Regions from separate parts of the Gossypium raimondii genome. Here region 2 is linked to region 1. Evidence: chromatin contacts called from public Hi-C data. All regions are on one chromosome and are shown on one strand. Each heading gives the region's core, a stretch centred on a gene start, on an enhancer-like site or on the middle of the called end of the contact. The rest is flanking DNA. Distances are from core to core; before and after follow the strand shown.

Region 1 (3,999 bases), core at 975-3,474:
TGATCTACTATTAGAGTTCTTGAATACTCTTCCTATAATTTTATCTTTTCATTGAAGCACACTATATCTCATTACTTCATCCAACGCTTTTTTTTTCTTTTCTTTTCATGTCACTTAAAAACAGTGTAAAATATGCCTTCTCAATTAAGGATACCAATCAATATTTTTAATGTGTGAAGTTATTTTTATTTAGAACTTTTGCCGTTTTATCCCAAATTATAATTTTGTTCATTAATTAATCTATAATATAAGGCGGGCCAAATAATTCTACCATTTGTAAATATAAGTATCACCATTGAGAGGGTTCCAGATAGTCAGTATTACGTCAATAAACGCATCGTTTTCTACTAAAATTAGTTCGTATTGATATTGGTCTATTTCGAGATATCTGTTTGAATTTATCAATATTTTTAACAATTATAAAATAAATGATATTGAATAAATTTTAAATGTAAAATAATTATTAATTATATCAAATATCCTTAATAAACTCCACGAATAAAATTTACGATTCAATAAATTCAAATTTAATAAGAAAAAAATTCAAAGGGTGAGGATTTTTTATATAAAAGAAGTTGGATGATGACATGAGTAAGGATTTTTTTTTATAATCGGGTAAGTGAATTTTTATTATATTTTAATTTTTATATTTTAAATGTAAAAATATTCACTAGAAAGAAATCTAAAAATATTAAATTTTACTTTTTTTAATTAATACATTTCAATTAAATCTTTAATATAATAGGAAATAGTATGCATCGGCGGATACTATCAGGACGAACTGGTAGATCAATACAGGCTAAAATTTTCCCAATACAGAAAAGGATGTTGTTTCTTCCGCTTTAACACGGAAACAATGCGCATCTAGCGGTGGAACCCAACCGAAGGAAATTTCTATGACAGTACACATTTAGAAGGGAGAAAATGGTAAAATCTTTGACTGACCTGAACGTATAGGAGGGTGTTCCAGTTATTTTTGTCGGTAGCATTGCATTTCATAAGGTCCTTCCTAGCAGGGGCGACGCTGGGGTTCCCTCTCCAATAAGCATAAGGCACCCTTTCCTTCCACTTCCTCCTCTCGTTGCCCTTCTTTATCTCCTTCAATACATTTCTCCACGGCCTTATATTGGTCTCAGGCCTAATAACAAATTAACCATTTCACACTCTTAGTTTCATAAACACTAAAAAGAATAGCAATCGTATATATTTTGTAAATTAATCCATTATTACCAGCCCCAAAAGGACCAATCCGGGAACACAATGTCCAAGCTCCATTCATCAGCACAATACCGAAACAACGGCGGTGGTCGGGCATTTGGACCCTGAAAATCCCTTGAACGAACCACCGGCCGATCATCACAATCGAACATCAGCTCCAAGTCCGGCAACCTTCCAGGGTACATCCTTAGAAGCTGCAATATACCCCACAAAGTGAACTTATCTCTGGTCTGTATCGAGTTCCTGTATTTCTCTACGTATGCTTTTCCCTTCACTATCACCAGCCTGAAATGCGCCGTCTTGCGTGCACCCTCGATCATGTCTCGGCTGATCCCTGTCTGCTTCCAGTGCCGTAAATCTTCATGGATCCATCGGAAGAACGACGGGCATTCAACTTTTGATGTGTTCATGGGTGGAATACCGGTGGTGGTAGGATAGTCCTTCCGACATGTTTGTGTCTGGTTTTCAGTGGAACATTCGAGTGGGAACTCGGGCTTGTGTCTTGCCGTTGTTGATTTGGAACCCACGACCATGTTTTGATATGAAGAAACACCTGAAAAGAAGGACTACATAGAAAAAAAAACAGCTATAAACATACGTATGCATATACATATATATAATTAAGGGTTGTGCTAGACTTACAATATCAAGCCAACCAACGGTAACCATCAGAACGGTAATGAGAAAGACAGCGATGATTGTGGAAGCCGCCGCCTTCTTGACGGGCCAACAAGGCGTATTGATAATGGGTTTTTGTAACTCCAACATGGACATAAGACAGAAACCAGTTTGATGGTTCTGATTATTATTATTGTTCCTTTTCATTCTTCCATGGATGGAGGGCTTGTCATCGTCCAATTCTTGTTTAACATGGTATTTCTTCTTTATACCTAACATTGTTAAGCTCAAAGCCCCTTCAAACTTCTCCACCTCGACCAAACCAGGATCGATCCTTTATCAGCTAATAGACCAAATTAAGAAGGGCAGGCCAAGGGCGGAATTGAATGTCGTTTAGGTTTATGTATTAAGGTCAAATGAAACCTTCTTAATGACTTTAAAAAGTTTGGTTATGTGGGGAAAGTCGAAGCTAGAGGTAAACTATAGGTTTAATTTTGTTATTAGTCCCTATACTATGCAAAAATTATGGATTTAATCATTATACTTTAATATGATCAAATTTAGACTTGTACACTTTAAATTGGTCAATTTTAGTCCTTATACTTTTTGAATTTTAAAATTTTAGTCTTGGACAAAATAGTAGAAGTTAAATTTGTTCTGTTAGATTCAATTAGTAGTCTTGTATTATATGTACAATTGTAGACTTAGCTCATATTCTTTAATTGGATCATTCTAAGTTTATATACTTTTGAAATTTTAATTTTGAAACAAATGATAGTTATTAATCTATTAATTGATTTTTTTAGTGAGTAATATGTGAAAATAATAAGCTAACATGGCATTACACAATGATAATATGTTTGTCGCATTAGATTTTGGAAATAATAGACCTTAATCGAATGAATTTAACAGTTATTATTTGGTGAAGACTAAAATTTAAAATTTTAAAAAGTACAAAAACTAAAAATGACAAAATTCAAATACAATAACTAAATCCACAACTTCGTAGAGTACAGGGGCTAATAGCAAAATTTATCCAAAACCATATATAAATCTCTGGCCTATATTTAATAAACAATATCAAAGAAGGCATGACTTGGTGGCAAATAAACATGTGGTAAGGCACACAGTCTCACATTTCGCATGGAGGAGAACGTTAATTTTGGTTAATATTTTTCTTGCTTTTAAAACGGAGATGGATGTTATCACGTTTTCATTCACATTTTTTTTTTGCTCCTTTAAACAATACATCATACTCGTGAGCAACGGTTCTCGAATTCCAGTCTAAAATTTTATTTATTTATTTTTTGCGTTAGTTAAAATTATTCTAAACCATTTTATATGATCAATGCATTTATTTATAATTAGTATAAAAATATCAATAACTATAAAATTAAATAAATATTATAATAATATTATAACGTAAAATAATAAAAAAATTAAACACATCACACTAAAAATAAATATGGATCGAAAACGCCCTCCATTCAAAAATGGATGAACTATTAGTTCATTTTTCCTAGTGCTATTCTACCGAACAAAGGATTACAACAAAACACAGAATTTAAGGCTCTGCTTTGTGTTGCCTATTACCTAAAACAAAGTGGACATTTTTTGGGTATTAATTTCTTTTGTCCAAATGAAACAACATATTAACATAAAGAAGAAAAAGGAAGCAACTTTGATTTGCTTAAATAAATGTAAATCCACAACTTGTTTTGGGTTGAATGCACTGTCACTCAATCTAAGTAGTAAGATTTTTTTGTGGGAAAGAATTATAAGTCAGAGGCTAAATAATAAGTGTAATATATTGAAATGGGTCTTCTGATAATTTTAACTCAATTCTTCTGTTACGTATATCCTTAATGGTTCTATCTGTAATTTTGTTCTCTTCATGAGGGATATGCTGAATACTCCACTGACTTAGAAGTTTCAAAAGATAATGGATTGATCTCGATCTCCATCTTGAATAACATTAACTGCTTTGATACTATCTATCTGAATTAAAATTCTTTCAAATCTCTGATCAAAAGCGAGTTTCAACCCGTCAAGAATGCCCCAAAGCTCAGAATAAAAGACAGAACAATTACTCAAATACCTAGTAAAGCCAATAATTCATCTTCCATTATGATCCCGTAAAAACCCTCTTAACTGTAGCGAACT
Region 2 (3,999 bases), core at 632-3,131, 140 kb before region 1:
TGGTGCAAGTTTGGATACCCACGTATTCAGATAATATTTGGATATTAATATCGAACCTGCTACCAACCCTAGTTAGATATTGAGAAAATAGTTGAGAAACAGTGTATCATCAGGGCAGGCCTGCCCTAACTTTCACATATAAATAGTTTATTCCCAAGTTTGGCATAAATTATTAATGGGTTTTAATATCCCTATGTCTTGAATCTCTTCTTTCATAAGCATCCATTCTCTTAAGGTGGCATCATGTATTTATGTCTGATTTACAATTTGGGTTTAATGTTGTTTTGAATTCGTGATTTACAATCTGCAGATATGAAGCTTTTGGTGGAGTTATACAAGCAGGTAATGGCTGAAACAGTTCCCATAGAGAAATGTAATAATGCAGCAGTAAACCAACCAGTGCCAAGTGAATCTGGAATGAAGCAGAACCCAGAAGAGCAGCCACAACTTGTTAAGCCGGCAATATCTTCCGAAAACAATGCTTTTCGGTCAAGTAGTGTCTTAGATAAACAACAATCCGAAAATGGTGAAGCTCCCGGGTCATATATTGTTGGGGGATCAGCATTCGGGTGGAACTTTATTACCTTTACAGGTAACAAATCAGTCTATTATGGAGTAACCAAGGAATTATTTCGTAGTGCTCAAGCAAGTTTAGGTGAGTGACGTGTTTCTGATATGTATTGTTGGCTAAATAATGACTTTAACAGTAAATGCTTTTGGAGCTCTACCTTAATATTAACATCAAATGATTGTAGTGAAACGTGCTTATTAGGGTTTCAAGACGTATGTACGTATGTATGATTTTTTGCATTGCTCGATACTGATCTTTTTTATTAATAGCATTACAGAATAAAGAAATAAAGGCTAGAAAGCCCCTGGGACAAAGGAACAAGTAAAGTCCATAGTTAAACATAATGTAAAGAATTGGTACGATTGCTTGATCGAAAGTCCAGTAGTAGACCAAGAAAACTTGTCGTATCCTTACATCTTAAGATATAGAGGATGACAAAATCTCGCATCCTTTGAAGAGGCGATGGCCTCGATCAGGTCTCCCACCAAGAAAAGTTGAGGGCCTACACAAGGCCAAGATATTATTTCTCCAAAAAGTCCTCTTTAAGCCGGAAAAAACAAGCGGAGGCAAAGGAGACATCCGACAACCAACAAGGAAAGGGAGAGGAGGAAATGGAGGGAGAAGAAAGGGAGAGGAGGGGTAAATGGGGAGATATGGAAGAAAGAGAGAAAAGGGCGTTTGGGAGAAGGCCAGCATGGAGGGGGCGATGATGGGTTGCCCACTGGCCACCAAGGAAGCGCAAAAGGGTAAGACCAAGGAAGAGTGAAGGAGGAGAAGCGTTTAGGGGAAGAGTTTTTCACAATGTATTACTTTTAACGAAGTAAAAAATTACAGATACTCGTTTCGTTGTTATCCTTAAAAAGTTCCTCATTAGTTATGTGAATGGAGTAAATACGTAAATTGCAAAGTAATTAGACACAGAATATTAATGTTTATATGTTGTATCAGCTAATCCATAATATCAATATCATATAAACACAAAATATTAGTGTTCATTGATTAGGTCAAGTCAAGTCAAGTCTAGGTTGGGTTAATTTATAGTATCAATATTATATGTACTTAATCTTGATTTGGGTGAAAATATAAACCTTAAATTTTATACAAACTTATTCATAATCATATTATTACTGTCCTTGATGTTGATTTTCATCTCATTGCCATTCTTATCAAAGATAATCTCAGCCCCCAACCCATTCAAATGGACCCAACGGTGGTCAATGGGCATAATGTCAGGCCCAAAAGTTACCAATTTTCGCGAAAGAACAAAAGGTTAGAACTGAGAAGGCAATAGTGAGAAACTAGAAAATTTAAGAGGCGAAAACGCCAAAAAAAGGAGAAGTACAAAACACTCCATGTCCTAAAAACCAAATAAAGAATTAAAAGAAAAAAAAACCACCCAGATAAAGGTTAGGGTTAGATTTAAGCACAGAAGAGGAAGAGCAGTGAAATTGGAGGCGGTGCCTACGAAGGAATATGTCGAAGAAGAATAATTTATCTCGTAGGAAAAAGCAGCACGAATTCGATCTCCAAAGTACGAATTTCTTCAATTATTTACCCTTTCTCCTTTGGGTTTTCTTTTCAGTGATTTATGATTTTGTGTTTGTCTTGTCGAATTAGGGGAGAGAGAAGAGAAAGACAAGAAGGTTAAGAAGCTTCAAGCGAAGAAGAATAAGATGAAGGTAAAGCCTTTTATTCTTTCATTTGTTAATAAATTTTATTTATTTAAGGACTTATATCATGGATAAATCTGTAATGTTAATTAGGTTGATGGTAGTGAGAAGAAAAAGAAGAAAGGTGGAAGTGGGTTTCAAGTAGGGAAAAGAAAATTGAAGACCAAGTTAACTGAAGTTGCTAAAGCTAAAGCAGCTCAAGCAATGGAGCTTGACAAATGAGCTTCATGGTTATGTAATTTTAGAGGGAATATTCAATATCCTCTTCTTCTTCTTTTTATTTCTGTTAAATTTTGATTATTGAGATGAATGCATATGTTAGCTTGAGAAATGAGAATCTTTTTGGGTATGACAGCATAATATTGGTTAATGAATCTATTTTAGCAAATCAATTTTCTTAGTTAAAAATGTATATCAGTTTGGAGTACATGGAAAGTGAGACAATATAATTGCTTCCATTGATGGTTATTTAAGTGCTAGTGTGCAACAGTGCGTTAAAGAGGATGGCAATACTTATGAATGTTTATATTACGGTTTTAGTAAATTTCGCTAGCTATTTGATGAAGTTCAACTTGGCATGGTAGCTTACCCTTTTCGTTTAACAGCAAGTCAAATGTAATGTTTTTGTTAAAGAGTTTTATGATCTATGCTGTGGCCAATGATGGAAATTTTGGGAAATGCTGTTGACATTTGATGAATAAATTTGGAAAGATAGGAAATTGCTTTGCATGTTTGCATTGTTAGTAATGGGTAGATGGGGTAAATCAAGCCATCGGTTCAGTTGCAAACTTGCATGGGTTTTTAGTTATTTGGCATAAGATTTAGGGTGGGTGGTCTGGTTTTTTCATAGTTCATTGTTGAATGGTCAAATATTGAATGGTATAGAGTTTCATATTGTTGTCTTTCTTACTAGGAAAGGACATCTAATGAAAAAGTTTAGCCAAGACACATTAACGTGCCTCTGATCAAATGGGTTTGAGCTTTAGATGAACTTTTTTGCTCCTTGTTTTTTGGTTTGAGAAAGGACCATTCATAGATTAAGGAACAATTCGATACGTAACATGCCCTTCGGAGTCAGCTTGGATCAAAGGGATCAAACATTCAATGGGAAAAGCATACAAACAAAAGTAGATTTTGCAGATGGGGAGCTTGAAAACTTGCATCCGCGACAGGCGAGGGCATCCGCATACCTATTTTCTTTGATGTTCGCATTTTTTTCCAAGGGAAGCCCATCACGTAGAGCCCACAGCTCTGCCTTCACAAACTAGAAAAAAGAAGGGTTTGAAGTCCATTTCATCATCGACCAGTCTAGTCTTCGGAATTTTTCTAAACAACTTGCTCTGCTACTATTGTTGTGTCTGCAGGTTAGGTGAAATGTGAAACTTTTTAAAAGTCAAGTTTGGTAATAAGAAAAAACCAAAGCAACTTGTCTTGACATTGGTACTAAAATGTCTGGACCTGCCGACCATATGCCTAATTTCACCATTTGAAACAAATTTTAATCTTCTAGTTCTTGATTTTTTTTAATTTATCTTTTTTTGCTGAAATCAAGCCTAAAGTGAAGGTAAAATCATTAAAAGACGAGAGCTACTCAGTACGGCAACCTATGTTAGCTTTTTCAAGGATAAAGTAATATTTAGTCTTTTTTTTATATTGATTTTAAATTTTTTCTCTCACTTCTTTTAATTTGATCCCAAAATTTGATTCTATCAAGATATGAAGACATGATATTTTGAGATTATGTCATAACACTATTTG

What was found. Hi-C and Micro-C count contacts between places; a contact is called where the count stands out from the background.
Region 2: a contact with region 1 is called in a Hi-C map of leaf, with 3 times the contacts expected there. The contact joins the promoter of LOC105791601 here to the promoter of LOC105791596 in region 1. A contact is called at or near these places in 2 of 2 Hi-C or Micro-C datasets (both in leaf).

The regions. Positions count from the first base shown.
Region 1 is chr8:44,837,381-44,841,379 of ASM2569854v1, reverse strand. It overlaps LOC105791596, which reads right to left and starts at 2,224. Exons shown (of 6, transcript XM_012619721.2): 1 at 1,861-2,224; 2 at 1,231-1,784; 3 at 946-1,138. The coding sequence starts at 2,115.
Region 2 is chr8:44,973,448-44,977,446 of ASM2569854v1, reverse strand. It overlaps LOC105791601 (mediator of RNA polymerase II transcription subunit 2), which reads left to right and starts at 1,881. Exons shown (of 3, transcript XM_012619742.2): 1 at 1,881-2,102; 2 at 2,189-2,250; 3 at 2,335-2,629. The coding sequence starts at 2,045. The coding sequence ends at 2,463. LOC105791602 reads left to right here. Exons shown (of 3, transcript XM_012619743.2): 3 at 311-818. The coding sequence ends at 663.